Linked DNA regions of Mus musculus: all the other regions are linked to region 1. A link is a contact called in public Hi-C and promoter capture Hi-C data. All regions are on one chromosome and are shown on one strand. Each heading gives the region's core, a stretch centred on a gene start, on an enhancer-like site or on the middle of the called end of the contact. The rest is flanking DNA. Distances are from core to core; before and after follow the strand shown. Region 1 holds the start of Cradd (CASP2 and RIPK1 domain containing adaptor with death domain). Region 2 holds the start of 4732465J04Rik (a long non-coding RNA gene). Region 3 has its middle 83 kb from the start of Gm40744.

Evidence for each region. Promoter capture Hi-C pulls out the DNA fragments that hold promoters and counts their contacts. A called contact is a pair of places that touch in the nucleus more often than the background predicts.
Region 2: a contact with region 1 is called in a promoter capture Hi-C map of liver, with 2.4 times the contacts expected there. The contact joins the promoter of 4732465J04Rik here to the promoter of Cradd in region 1. A contact is called at or near these places in 1 of 39 promoter capture datasets (liver) and 1 of 115 datasets of contacts at active chromatin or transcription factors (bone marrow-derived macrophages).
Region 3: a contact with region 1 is called in a Hi-C map of uterus, with 4 times the contacts expected there. The contact joins the enhancer-like site here to the promoter of Cradd in region 1. A contact is called at or near these places in 2 of 39 promoter capture datasets (the C10 cell line and cranial neural crest), 2 of 484 Hi-C or Micro-C datasets (bone marrow-derived macrophages and uterus), 2 of 115 datasets of contacts at active chromatin or transcription factors (embryonic basal ganglia and embryonic limb bud) and 1 of 9 other capture datasets (adipose tissue).

What each region holds. Positions count from the first base shown.
Region 1 is chr10:95,321,620-95,325,935 of GRCm38.p6, forward strand. Cradd (CASP2 and RIPK1 domain containing adaptor with death domain) reads right to left here and starts at 2,090. Exons shown (of 3, transcript NM_001330138.1): 1 at 1,850-2,090; 2 at 967-1,270. The coding sequence starts at 1,264.
Region 2 is chr10:95,770,822-95,775,137 of GRCm38.p6, forward strand. It overlaps 4732465J04Rik (a long non-coding RNA gene), which reads left to right and starts at 2,312. Exons shown (of 5, transcript XR_380952.1): 1 at 2,312-2,386; 2 at 2,902-2,944.
Region 3 is chr10:95,042,181-95,046,496 of GRCm38.p6, forward strand. No RefSeq gene overlaps it. Among named protein-coding and RNA genes, the nearest start is that of Gm40744, 83 kb to the left of the region's middle. Within about 2 kb of position 2,126, at least 8 of the 459 cell types and tissues checked have an H3K27ac peak or open chromatin away from gene starts, as enhancers often do. A contact at or near this core is called in uterus, where this site is marked.

The DNA.
Region 1 (4,316 bases), core at 840-3,339:
CACACCAGCTCTGTTACAGTCATTTTTAAAAACCATTAACAATAAATTCTGGAGACCACTGACTTGGTCCATATCTATACTGAAAACCAGAAAACGTTGAATTCTTAACTCTGGAAATCTACTGATTTGGTTTGGCTTGGTTAACTTTCCATTTTATTATTTAAAAAAAAAAATTAATCTTTCTAGGTCAGTCCCTCATCTTTGTGAAAGAGCAGTATATCTGGGAGGAGTTGAAGAAAACAGTGATTTATACCGCAGCACCTTCCTCTCACAAGCACCAAGCTGTTTCTTTTCAGATCACTGCTTCCAGGGATTTTTTTTCCTGGAAAAAAATCAAAATAAGATCCGCCCCCCCCTCGCACCCCCAAATTACTGCCCTTGCAAAATAAAATTCCCCAGGTGTCTGCACAGAGCTGAATTTTAAAGGGCCACTTTACACCAACAGCCTTTAAAAACAAACTAAAGGCAGGCTTCAAAATAATCCCCTTGGCCTTGGAGGCTGGCTGTGGGGACAGGTGCAGGACATGCCTTCCTAGAGGCTGTCTCCCATGATCTGACCTCCTCCAGCTGGCAGCTTGGCACCCCACAAATCAGTTATCAGTAGGCCAAAGCCTGCATTCCCATCTGCGCTTTCCAAACGGTTCCTGTTGCCAAAGGGCTCAGATTGACCTGGCTCTCCGATGAGAACAAGCCTCCCATGTGACTTGCCAAGTTCCCCTGGAAGCATGTCTAAATTGTACTCTCAGTTCCCTCCTTAACCCCTCAGCCTCAGGGTTCATGTTCCCTTCCTTCCTCGAGTTTCCTAACACCGCCTCCTCGTCTTGACCCTCCGACGCCATGCCCTCTGCATCCAAACCGTTGCCCATGCTCGTGGCCCTGGTCCCTCCTAAAAGACCAAATTCCAATCCACTGGGCATGGTTGCAACACTTCCAGAGCTGTTTTGAGGGGATCTCTTTGGGGCCTACCTGTAGGCAGCTCGGCTGTGACTTCCTCTCTCGCCTTCTCCAGCTTCTCTCTTACCCAGGGAAATTCCTGGAGGGAATCGAGGAAGGTGTCAAAAGCTTTGGGGCCCCTGGAAGGCAGGATGTCCAGCAACAGCATTGTCTTCCGGAGGCCTGTGGTTTGAGCTTTGATTTCTTGAATGTGGTTTTCTGTCAAAATTCCTTCCTGGTAAAGGTACTGAAGAACCAGTCCTTCCACCAGTACCTCGGCACCCAGCTCCAGACGCAGGGAGCGGAGTACCTGCTTGTCTCTGGCTTCCATTTCTTCCTGGAAAGAGCCAAAATGAGCACCTAGGTTTCAGGAATGCTGATGGACACCCCCCCCCCCAAAGTCAGTGTATTGCTGCAAACTCATTAATGAGCACCTCAAAAATCAGTCAGGTCTTTATATCTTAAGAGGCTGCTGAGCCACGGTGTTTCCTAAGCGGCTGTTAAGCCAAACCACGGATATTTCAAACACTTCCCGGCATAATGAACGACACTCATTATGGATGTTTCTACCTCTGCTTCTCACGATAATGGGGCCCTATTTCAATTCCTTGTGCAGTAAGAGAGCCAACAGAAAACAGATCTGATCCCTTACTTAAAATGCAATCCCTAAGGATTACAGATTTATTAATCTATTTATATTATTATATAAAATTAAATGCTAGAAAATAGTGGATTTCAATATTGCTTTGCCAGAGTTAGTCCAGCACCCACGCTTTAGAAACTGCTAAAAAGCACCAGGGACATTTATTTATAGACCCTGACCAGCAATAGAAGACAGTCCGGAGGAAAGAAGTTTATAGAGCATTCAAAGAAAGGACAAGCACCCTCAAGAAAATGAGTGTTTGTGTGCCTTTACCGATAAGCCTCACAAGAATTCGGAATGTGGGTCGCAGTAGGGCCGTGAGCACGCATGCATGGGACACTGAATGAGCTCAGGTCGCTAGTGTGCTGCGGGGTGGCTTGCGGTGGCAATGAAGGCAAGGGGAGCAAGGGTGGCGGGCGGGGCTTCTGCCACCCTCAGCCCACACAAGCGGGACGTCGGATCCCAGCCTTGCTCGCGATCTTCCGCCAAATCGGGAGGTGGCAGGTGAGGAGGGCGTGGGTGACCGTTTTGTTTTGTTTTGTTTTGGCAGCGTGTTTCCATTTGGAACTTGTAAAAAGTTCCCTGTCTCGGCAGCTGAAAGCCGTGGTTGTGGCACAGTTAGAGCTACCGACGATTTTCACGGTAAATGAAGCCGCAGACTGTCCTCTCGGAGGAAACCGACCCCCGGCACCGCCACCCGAACCCCGGTCCAGCCCCCGGGAGAGCCGCGCAGGGGCGATGTCGCCACGGCGCGGGGACAGCGAGAGAAGATGGAGTCATCTTACTTACGTCTGCGACCACGTACCGTTTAAAAAAAAAAAAAAAAAGAATAACTAAAACTACAACCGGAATCCAGACTGCTAGGGAACCTGTACCATAAAGACCATCTTTGTTGAGGGCAAAAGTCCTAGACAGGAAGTATTGCGACCATCTTTGTTAAAGGCAAGAGCAGGAAGTGCTGTAGCCATCTTTGTTGAGGGCGCAAGACGTCAGGTTGAAGTTTGTTCCGCCATGTTTGCTGTGGGAAAAGAGGCACACTCTCCTACATTAAAAAAGAGAGAGAGTGGTTTAAAAACTCTAAGGCAGTAGTTCTCAATCTTCCTAATGCTTTGACCTTGTAATATGGTGTCCCCCAACCATAAAATTATTTTTGTTGCTACTTCATAACTAATTTTGCTATGTTATAAATCCTAGTGTAAACATCTGTGTTTTCTGATAAGTCTTACACTGCCACTGTGAAAGGGTTGTTACAGAGCCACAGGTTGAGAACAGGTGATCTACGTTATCTAAGTGAAAGAGTAAATGAATTGTTGAATCTTAACAGAAAAAACTCCATGAGAGCCTGACTATAATAAGCTAGTCAAAAGTTAATCTAGCAGTTAAGCCCTGAGTTCAACTCCCAGTAATATACACCTACATGCACAAATTACTTCATAAAATAAAACAATTAATAAACTCATTAATTAGTTGGGTGACATGTAACAAAAAGGATGTGTGTGCTAAAAAAATTTTTTGACAATAGAAAAAGAATATTTCTACCAGTACCTCCAGTTGAAAATAAAATATCTATAAACATATCAGTAGACACTTATAAATCTCCTTCCTCAACACCTTTCAACTGTATGTGCAAACTTACAATGCTAATATACTCCAGGGTTTCTATGCAGGCACTAGCTGTCTTACTGACAGTGTTTTTATGTAAGTGGTAGGAATTCTTTTTAGCATTTCAAATCATTGCAGTCTAGAGAAGCAGGAAAGTCAATTGTATCATCCAAAATCTCACAGCCAATACAGAGTAAAACCTAAATTCTAACCAAGTCCCTCTGATCTCCTGCTCTTTCCAGTACACCACACAACCATGTATGATTGACTCTATTCTTCTAATGGCAGTCAAAATATTGCTAGTGAATCACCCAACTGTCACCTCCTTGCACAAGCTTGAGCTACACAGAGGGTCCTTCATTATCTTTAGCTCTAGAATCATTGGTCTTTAAAAAAAGGAAAACAATAAAAGGTGAATAACTGTCAACAACAGCTTCGGTGATCATCCAAATGAGTATAGAGATAAATCTCTTGTGCACTGTATAAAAACATTGACCTGTCAATAAAAAGCTGATTGGCCAATGAGCTTAGGCATGAAGTTAAAAGGTGGGACATCCAGCAGAGAGAGAGAGAGAGAGAGAGAGAGAGAGAGAATATGTTGGGACAGAGACAGGTGAGAGAATGACCCCAGAATGCTGATGGAGACCAAAGCAAAAACCTGAGGACCAGGTAACCAGTCATATGGCAGGATTTAGAATAGAATAATGGGGTAATTAATTTATGAGCTAATGTTTCTTGTGAGTCAAGGAACAGGCAAAGTTAATGAACTAGGTATTTGTAAATAGGTTTGAATCTCAGAATTTTTATTTCAGTAGCAGGGGCCAGGAGAAAAAACAAAAACATACTGAAATACACAACTATAGGAAGAGGAGAGTTAAACCTTTAGCTCAGAGGAGGGAATCTTCCTACTTTGCCGGATACTTGATCACACTATGAACCCCAAGATTTTCTTATTTATTGAAAAAAAAAATCTGTTTCTAGTTGTGGTGTGGCTCAGCCCTTAGCACACAGCTTCAGTCCCTCTTGCTGGAATACAAACAGGTCCTTAATCCCAAACAGTGGAGGTAAAGTTACTTTGTAAAAATGAAGCACCCATGTTTGAAAGTGATATCTAGTTGAGTGGCAAAGTGACGAATCA
Region 2 (4,316 bases), core at 1,062-3,561, 450 kb after region 1:
GGAAGACCAGGCAGCTTGAGAAAGTGCTCAGACCGTGAACCCGGGAGGTTGCAATGATGTTGTAGCTGTCTATTCTAGTTTTTGCTGAAGGGTGTTTAGAAGAAGCACCAGTTTCTCAAGACCTTTTAGCAGTAGCTTTCAGGAAGGCAATTTCTTTCTTAGAACAGACATTTCTGGACCTGGAACCTCTCCTGAAGGTGACCGCGAAGACAATACTCAGTCTGCCCTAACAATGGTCTGGGCTGCCTTCTCTTTAGGAACCAGGCTCACTTTTTACATGGACAAATGACCACTCATCAAGAAGGGACATAGGAAGAGGGCAAGAGGCTGGAAGAGGTAATATTTCCGGGGTGCTGCTGAGGGCCAGGACCTTTGCACCCTTAGCAGTTATCCAAAGGTATTGCGGGTTGGTAGGCGATTCACAGCTCTGCCCTTGGGTGTTTTTACAATTTTAAATGAAATGATTTCTAACACACTGTGTCCTAAGCTAGTTCCCTAAAGAAGCATAGCCCCATCATTTCTCCCACAGAGGTGAAAATTATTAAACACATACAGAATCAAACCATCACAGAAAAATAGAACAACAATCATGGAAAGCATTTTAGGGACCCGGAGTTTCCTAGGATGCTATGGAACATCTATAGGTGCAAATGGTGTATGCATGAGAGCGTGTAAGATGATTTTCAGTCATTGTGCAAATGTTTTAAAATTTCAATTATGAATTAGAAGATTCTAAGCGTAATCTTTGAGTACAAAAATACTATTGTGCACTCCAAGGACCCCAGTGAGTTGATTTAAAGACAGCCTAAAGGAATGTGTCGTGAAGCAGCCATCTACAAGGATATGAGCAAGAGCATGGCATGGAGTCTTAGCATTATTTGAATGGTCTGAGGGACTGAGAAACGAAGTTTATTTTCCAGGAGACAGAGAAGTTACATGAGTTACCCATGCTCAGAAGAGATCAGAGACCAGAACATGGTCACCTGACTTTGCCCCAACATCCTTGGTCAACTTCCCACTCTACGGATGAGGAAACAGCAGCTTGGCTAAGGAGCCATCTGTTTTTGAATAGAGACTCCAGTGAGAATCTGGCCGCAAAGTAGAAAAGCATAGACTTTTAGTGTAAAACCAAAGTCCGTACTTATAGAGTGCTTACTATGCACCTCAATCTTATGGAGATCTCTCACATATTAATGCATATTAATCCCTAAAACACCCTTTTAGATACAATTAGACATTTCCATTGTCTTTCTTTTCATGAGAGACAAATGAAGGAATGAAGACGGTTATCGTTTGTATATGCTTAGCCCAGGGAGTGGCGCGATTAGAAGGTGTGGCCCTGTTGGAGTGTGCATGGCCTTGTTGGAGTAAGTGTGTCACTGCAGGTATGGGTTTTAAGACCCTCATCCTAGCTTCCTGGAAGCCAGTCTTCTGCTAGCAGCTTTCAGATGAAAATGTAGAACTCTCAGCTCTGCCTGTACCATACCTGCCTAGACGCTGCCTTGCTCCCACCTGGATGATAATGGACTGAACCTCTGAACCTGTAAGGCAGCCCCAATTAAATATTGTCCTTTATAAGACTTGCTTTGGTCATGGTGTCTGTTCACAGCAGTAAAACCCTAACTAAGACAAAGATCAAGTGCTTTTTAACATTTAGTCTAATATGCTGAGACTCGAACCTACCTCGTCAATCCAGCTCTAGAGTGTGTTCTCTCACCCACTATACACTCAGGTCACCAATACGTGAGGATGTGATGGAGGTATCTTGATCTCTGCTGGGAATGGAACTATTCTGCTCATTGTGGGGCCTCCTCTCCATTTCCCACCTCCAACTGGCCAGTGAGTCCTGGTCCATTCTGTAGGAGACATAATTTCTTCTGGCCATCCACTTTTTCTTCTTCAGCAAGCTTCCACTCCATAGTTCAGGCTGTCCTAGAATTCACGATTCTCCTGCCTCAAATCCTCTAAGTGCTAGGATTGCAGAAACCCCCAGGAACAATGTACAGTTGCCATTGTTTCCTAGGAATAATCCATTCATATGTAATGATGAAAACAAAGACTCCTATCTCCAAGGCTGAGATGGACAGAACCACAGTTGGTGACTAGTAGTGTGAGTCACATAGTGTGAGCCACGTGGATTCATGGCAAACCTGACAGACATGGGTAGAGGCCCAGGGCACTACAGGGGGTCACCCGGTGCCAAGGAAGTCCTGCCTGCTCACTGCCTGGTGTTTGGCACAACACCTGGTGCCGAGCAGGTGTTCAGAGCAAGAACGATTGGAAGCTCGGATGGAAACAGCTAGGTCTCGACATGGGCAGCGGTGTGGTGATTGGAGGTGAGAGGGCAGCAGACCCAAATTTGACCTACTTTACTATCCTGCTCCAGGTAAGCTAGGAGAAAAGCTGAGTGCCAGATTTCCAGTCCACAGGGAAGAGCACAATGCCCAGACCATGCAACAGTGTGCTGTCATAGCTAAGGTTCCTAGCTTAGAGGGAATCCTTTCACCTTTGTCTTCCATCGCAGCAGGCTTATGGATTCTGCCTCCTTAAATAAAGGGACCTTGGTCTCCATCCACGTAGGGTGTTTGGTGGGGTGGGGTGGGGAGGGGGAGGCCATCTGGGTCCTGTCACTAGCCTCCTCTGTATTGGTGCTCAACGAGGATCAGGCTATGGGTGCTCTCCTTTATCTCCCCAGCAGGTGCTGACAGCTGAGCCATTCCACACACCTTTGGGGCAAAGAACCGCTGGAAGCCCGGGCCAAGTTCAAAGACCGAACATTCTTTCCAAGGCGACCAGAAGCACCCTGGAGGGCTGGCTCCTAGTTACATAAGCCACAGGTTAGCAGGTCCCCCACTGATGTACTCCGCCTGAGCCTCTCTGACTTACGCAACTATTACGCAGACGCACTTGTCCAGTGTGGCAACAGCCGCTACGTTGCTATCAAGTATGTGGTGTATCCGCCCATACTCACTTAGACAACGCTAAAGCTCTTCACCACCAGGTGGTTAAGGCAGTCTGATCGGGCTGGCAGGAGGGAAAGGCATGACTTACTGTAGCTCTTGGCCCAGGCCACCGAACACTCAGTACCTTGTACCCCGTTAGCCTTGGGCAGTAAACCCTCTGATAAAATGTTCTCTTTTGGTGTTTGTTTTTCCTGGCAGTCTCATTTTGGGATATAAATGGTTCATTATTTCCACCCCATAGATCCATTCTTGCTTTCTGAAGAAAAAAAAAAAGGAAAGATTGGTTAAAAAAAAAAAAAAATCATCACTGGGGTGACCCCTCCTCTTCTCAAATGTTCTGACCTTGAATGAGGCCAAGTTTCCACACTGCTCTGGGCCATCTACAGCCGAGCCAATGTGGGAGAGGTTGACTTAGGGAAGGCAGCCGTGAACAGGGGATATAAATATATTACACTAAAACACTTGGTGCCATTAAATGCCAGGAAGTGGCATAGACCTTCTCCCCCTCCCCCCCCCCCCACCAGCCCCTGCAACCTTTTCAGAGGATACTTGGTGAGCATCAGCAGTTAGGAAGTTGGAACAGGGTCCCTCCCCAGCTAGGTCATTTTCCCTGCAGGGCATCTTGGAGGCAAATTTTATTAAGGATCAAGTAACTGGCCCAAAGCAGTATAAATAGCGAGAGAGCATATGACAAGCCCGGCAATGAATGTGGCCCGGGCTCAGGCAAGGCGCCTGCTGTGTTGACTGCTACACTGCAAGCTTGCATGGAGCAGTCTTCCCGGAATGTGACCAGAAAAGTTGTGCGCAAAGGTGCACGCAGACTTGCTAAGGCTTAGTATTTAAAAAAATTTTCAAAGGGACGCCTCCTTATTTTTTGGAACTTGGCGAGCCACACAGTTAATTCAGGAAAGGAACCTAAGGCTGGAGGAGATTAAGTTTGGAAGCAGACACTGTCCCAGACTGAGCTTCCCCAAGTCCTTCAGGTACTACTAAGAGCAAAACCTTAAAGCACATCGAAATACTGTGTAGGAGTTAACATGCCAGAGCAGACAAGGAGGACCTCAGACTTGACTCTTACATGGACAATCTGGAGTGAGTTTAATGTAGCCCATTTGTTTGTTCTACTGATCTCTCCCTTCGCTTTAGAGTAGACCCGGAGTGTAAACCAAGCTTTAGCGAAATGGATCAGATAACTGAGCGATGAGAGCCACAGGGTTATGACAGAACAATTTCTTAAACTAGCTGTCTTTTGTCAGTCCTGTCCCCACTGTCCAGAGCTGTTGACACCTCTGAAGATAAGCGTGTGTCCTCCACTGGAGGAGACTCAGAGGATTGAAATAAAGCAGAGCATTC
Region 3 (4,316 bases), core at 876-3,375, 280 kb before region 1:
TCAGCAAAACATTCTTTCATGTGTCTGCTTTAGCAAGACATCCTTTCACCTGTGTGCCCCAGAAAAACATCATTTGACATAACTAACTTTCCAAAGAAACTAGAGGTTTCCCTGCAGGGGTGGAGATCAAGGGATTCTTGATGTTCTTTGGCCAGCTAGACAAGTGGAATCAGTGAGCTCTAGGTTCAATAAGAGTCTCTGTATGAAAAAAATAAGGTGGAAATCTATTGAGGGCAACTAACATGGGCCTCTAACAACCATGCCCTGCACATACCCCCTGCGCATACATGAACTCACATGTATCATACACACTACAAACACATATACACAGACAAAGAGACAGAGACAGAGATGGAGATAGAGACAGAGACAGAGAGGTTCACCAGGGACTCGGGGCTTGTGATGCTATTCAAAGTGCAGCCTGGCTGGGATGGTTGGGTGTCAATGCTCACTTTGGAATGACTTAAACAGCAGAACAAGGAAGCTAAGACAAACTCTTGTTCTATATTCCCCAAGGGAACCATTCATTTGGGATCTCTACATTTTTAATTTAAAAGTAAGGCTGTCCTAGTTTTCTTGGACCACCAGATCCTTGGTCTTCTCTAGGGCAGAGGCTTCAGAGGCCTCTGGGATTTGATACTCAGAGTAAGTCAACGCAGTAAGTGCATCTGACCTGTCTGAAGGGCTGTTATGATAGTGAGTGGTGATTTGAGATATTCATTCTGCTAGAGAGAGAGAGAGAGAGAGAGAGAGAGAGAGAGAGAGATCTCCCTCAGATGAAAATTGCTATATAAATCTTTGCCTGATGGTAATATCCTGACAGAGGAGAAAATTAGAAAGCAGTGATACCCAAAGAGTACTAAATTAGAAGCTGATTTTCATTCTCAGGCAACAGAGTGGACAGATGTGGACTGAGGACTTGCAAGAATCAGCAGGTCCCGTCATCTCTGTCCTTGCCCTCTGGGGGTGGGGTGGGGTGGGGTGGCAAGAAGACACTGTCTAGACACAATGTTCTCTTCTGACCTCTGCAAGCATCTGTGCTTATGTGCACATGCCCCACCCCACCCCCAACACACACACGTACATATATACACATAACCTCAAATAAAACCACCCGGGGGAGAGTGATTCCTTACTTGGATTTTTCTATCATTCCCCCGTTCACAAAAAATCCTATTCCTATCCAATACTTGACATCTCAATTGATTCCTCTCCAAATAGATGGATGAGCATGTGTGAGTGTGTGTGTGTGCGCGCAAGGGGCAGTTGTCAGACAGAAAGAGTTTATAAGAAAACTTTGATGAAGTGGTAAACCCTATACTCCAAACTTCTTATTTGTTCAGTAGGGCATGCCACATTTCCACTAGTCAATGACTTCTCATCACTAGGCTTGGTCTGATGGAGACAGCCATGCCTGGCCCTTTGCCTCCCTATCCCTCACTAATATGCCCTCTGTCCTAGCCAGTCTCCAGCTGAGAGTTCACTCAGGAGACCACCTTCTGTACAGTACACTTGGCCTCTGCAGGCACCTGTGCTTATGAGCACATATCCCCGAGTCTGGTCCTATCCCTGGAAGTTGGCCTCAGGGCTCCAGGATCTCCCAGTCCTAACTGGGATCTCCACTGTTCCTTTCCCCAGAGCTGGAATGGAAGCATCCAGTTAGGCTTACTCCTACCCACAAATGACAGTCCCAGTGAGAAATGAGTCTTTGAGACTATAAGCCATGATACATTTCAAGTGAATGCTACCTGCAGAGAGCGTAACTTTCCTTGATTAGCATGGTCTCCTAAGTGGGACCATATTCTATTAATTGACTGGCAACTCTTTTACCTTGAGTGGTAGGCAGCGCCAGCTGTTCTCACTTCCTACTGCTGTCACTTGGGTGCCATAGAAACAGAGCAGGCTACTTTGTGTTACTGTTTCCTTAAGGCCCAATTTGGATTGTGGGAAGAGATGCCTCAGACAAGGGCTGTCATTTCCCAGCCTTTGAGAGGTCTTGCTTCAGCAGGCGGAGCAATTTGTCAGAGAGGTCGGGAGGCCACAAAATGTCACTAGCAAGCAGGGAGCATGCTCACGTGGTTTCTTCCCATCTATCTGGCAAGATCTTTAATTGTTTCTAAAGAAATCTCCGGGCTGATGTTAGCCATATGGAAACGCTCAAACAGGGGACAGCAGAGGAATACAGTTGGATCACGTTTCTTTAGTTGTCTGTAAAAAAATGGCATGTAATTTGCAAACCAAAAATGATGCTTCAAAGAAACAATGACAACAAAGTTCTTCATTTGAAATGCCTCCATGTGCCATCTCCCTCTCCAAAAAAAAAAAAAGACATTCCCAATGAATGGCATTCTTTTAAGCATTCTATCTTAACAACACTCCTTAAAGGACCAGGTCCTCTGCACTTGTGATGATCTCCTCCCCCAAGCCTAATCCTCTACTAATCTTAACTTATTTTATTAGTCCCATAAACCACGCATCATCCCAACACACACACATACACCACTCACACACGCGCACACACACACACACCACACACATACTACACACACACCACATACACACCACTCACACACACACACACCTACCACATTAGGTAGTATTTCTTTTTCTGTTAACACTTCAGTGATCCTTGTTTAACCAACATTTGAATAGATGTGACGTGTACCTGCCCGGAGCAGCAGAATTGTAGTTATACTCTCTGTATAAAATTTCCTAAGGTACCCTCCCTCCCTCCTTTTCTCCTCCCTCCTTCCCTCCCTTCTTCACATTTAGGAAGTTCACCATTATTGAGCCATGCCCCCAGCCCCTGAAGGTATTCTTCTACCTTGGACTGGATTTGATAATTTAGGGACCATAACCAAACCCACAAAATGAAAGGAAATGGACATAAGTAAGTAATGGCTACATGAAAGATGTGGTGTCCGACAGTACCACGTGGCTTTAGACACAATGTATCTAATGTTACTAGCTACACATCTTTTCCTAAACTGCAGTGGGAAAGGTTTTCCCAAGGAAGACATGCTCTGAAGTTTCAACTTTGCTCTGATTCTAGAGTGTTTCCCTTTTATAATCCTTGTTGGGCACTTCTGCACCTAGATGTGATAGTGGGTGGGGGAGGGGGTTAGATAGGCATGTATTTATGGGCAAACTGCTGAACTAATGACCAGTCTGTCTGTCTTAATTGTCTTTCTGACATGGCTCAAATCTGAGGGTTTAACGTAACAGAATCCTGGAGACTTTCATGTCAAGCGCAGAAACAGATCTTTGTTTGACTCTTTTTATTCCAACTGTGCAAATCAGCGGGGCTCCTGGAATTATAGCAACAGACTCCGTTCAAATAAAAATACACTCTAGAGCTTCTCCACTTCAGTGTACTTAAGAGTCACCAGGGATGCTTGTTAAAAACACAGATTTCCAGACTCCACCTCACACAACTCTATCAAAACCTAAGGGAAAAATTCCAACTCCATTCTCCCAAATAAGCTTTGTATGTGGTTCTCAGACTACAAGCCAGGCAACCGTTCTTTGAAAGACTCTACTGACTACATGTCTACCTGGTAGACATCTAAAGTCAATGGGATCCCTCTACCAACCACAGTTGGGAAATTAGTATCTCCTGGTCTGAGGGATGTTTGAAAGAATCCCCTCCACTTTCTCAAAAGATGTAGCCCCCCTTAGGTCAATGGTTCGCAACCTTCCTAATGCTGTGAGCCTTTGATTCGGTTCCTCGTGTGGCAGTGACCCCCAACCATAAAATTAGTTCCATAGCTACTTCATAACTGCATTTTTGCTACTGTTGTGAATTGTAATGTAAATATCTCAGATGCAGGATATTTGACATGTGATCCTCCCCAAAGGTGTCCCAACCCACAGGTTGAGAATCATTGTCTTGGGTGGTTTGCTTGCTCCAGTTCTTGTTTCACCACATTTTTTTTCCTGTTCTGTTGAGTTTTGTATTCACATAGTTCAGAGTTTCCACCACAAAAACTTGGATGAACAAGAACAATGACATCTATCATAACTGTGCAGTATCTGGGACTGAGCAGAATTGAACATTTAAAGAAATTTTACTTATTTTTTAAAATTTATTTTTACTTCAAATTATATGTTTACGTGTGTGTGTCTATGTAGGGATATGGACATGTAAGTGAAGTTGTCCTTAAAGGCTAAAAAAGGGTGGTGGATCCCCCAGATCTAGAATGGCAGGCAGTTGGGGGCGGGGACCCAATGTAGGTGCTGGGGACCAAATCCTCTGTAAGAGCAGGATTTGCTCTTAACTGCTGAGCTTTTTCTCCAGCCCCTAAAGATTTTGCTGT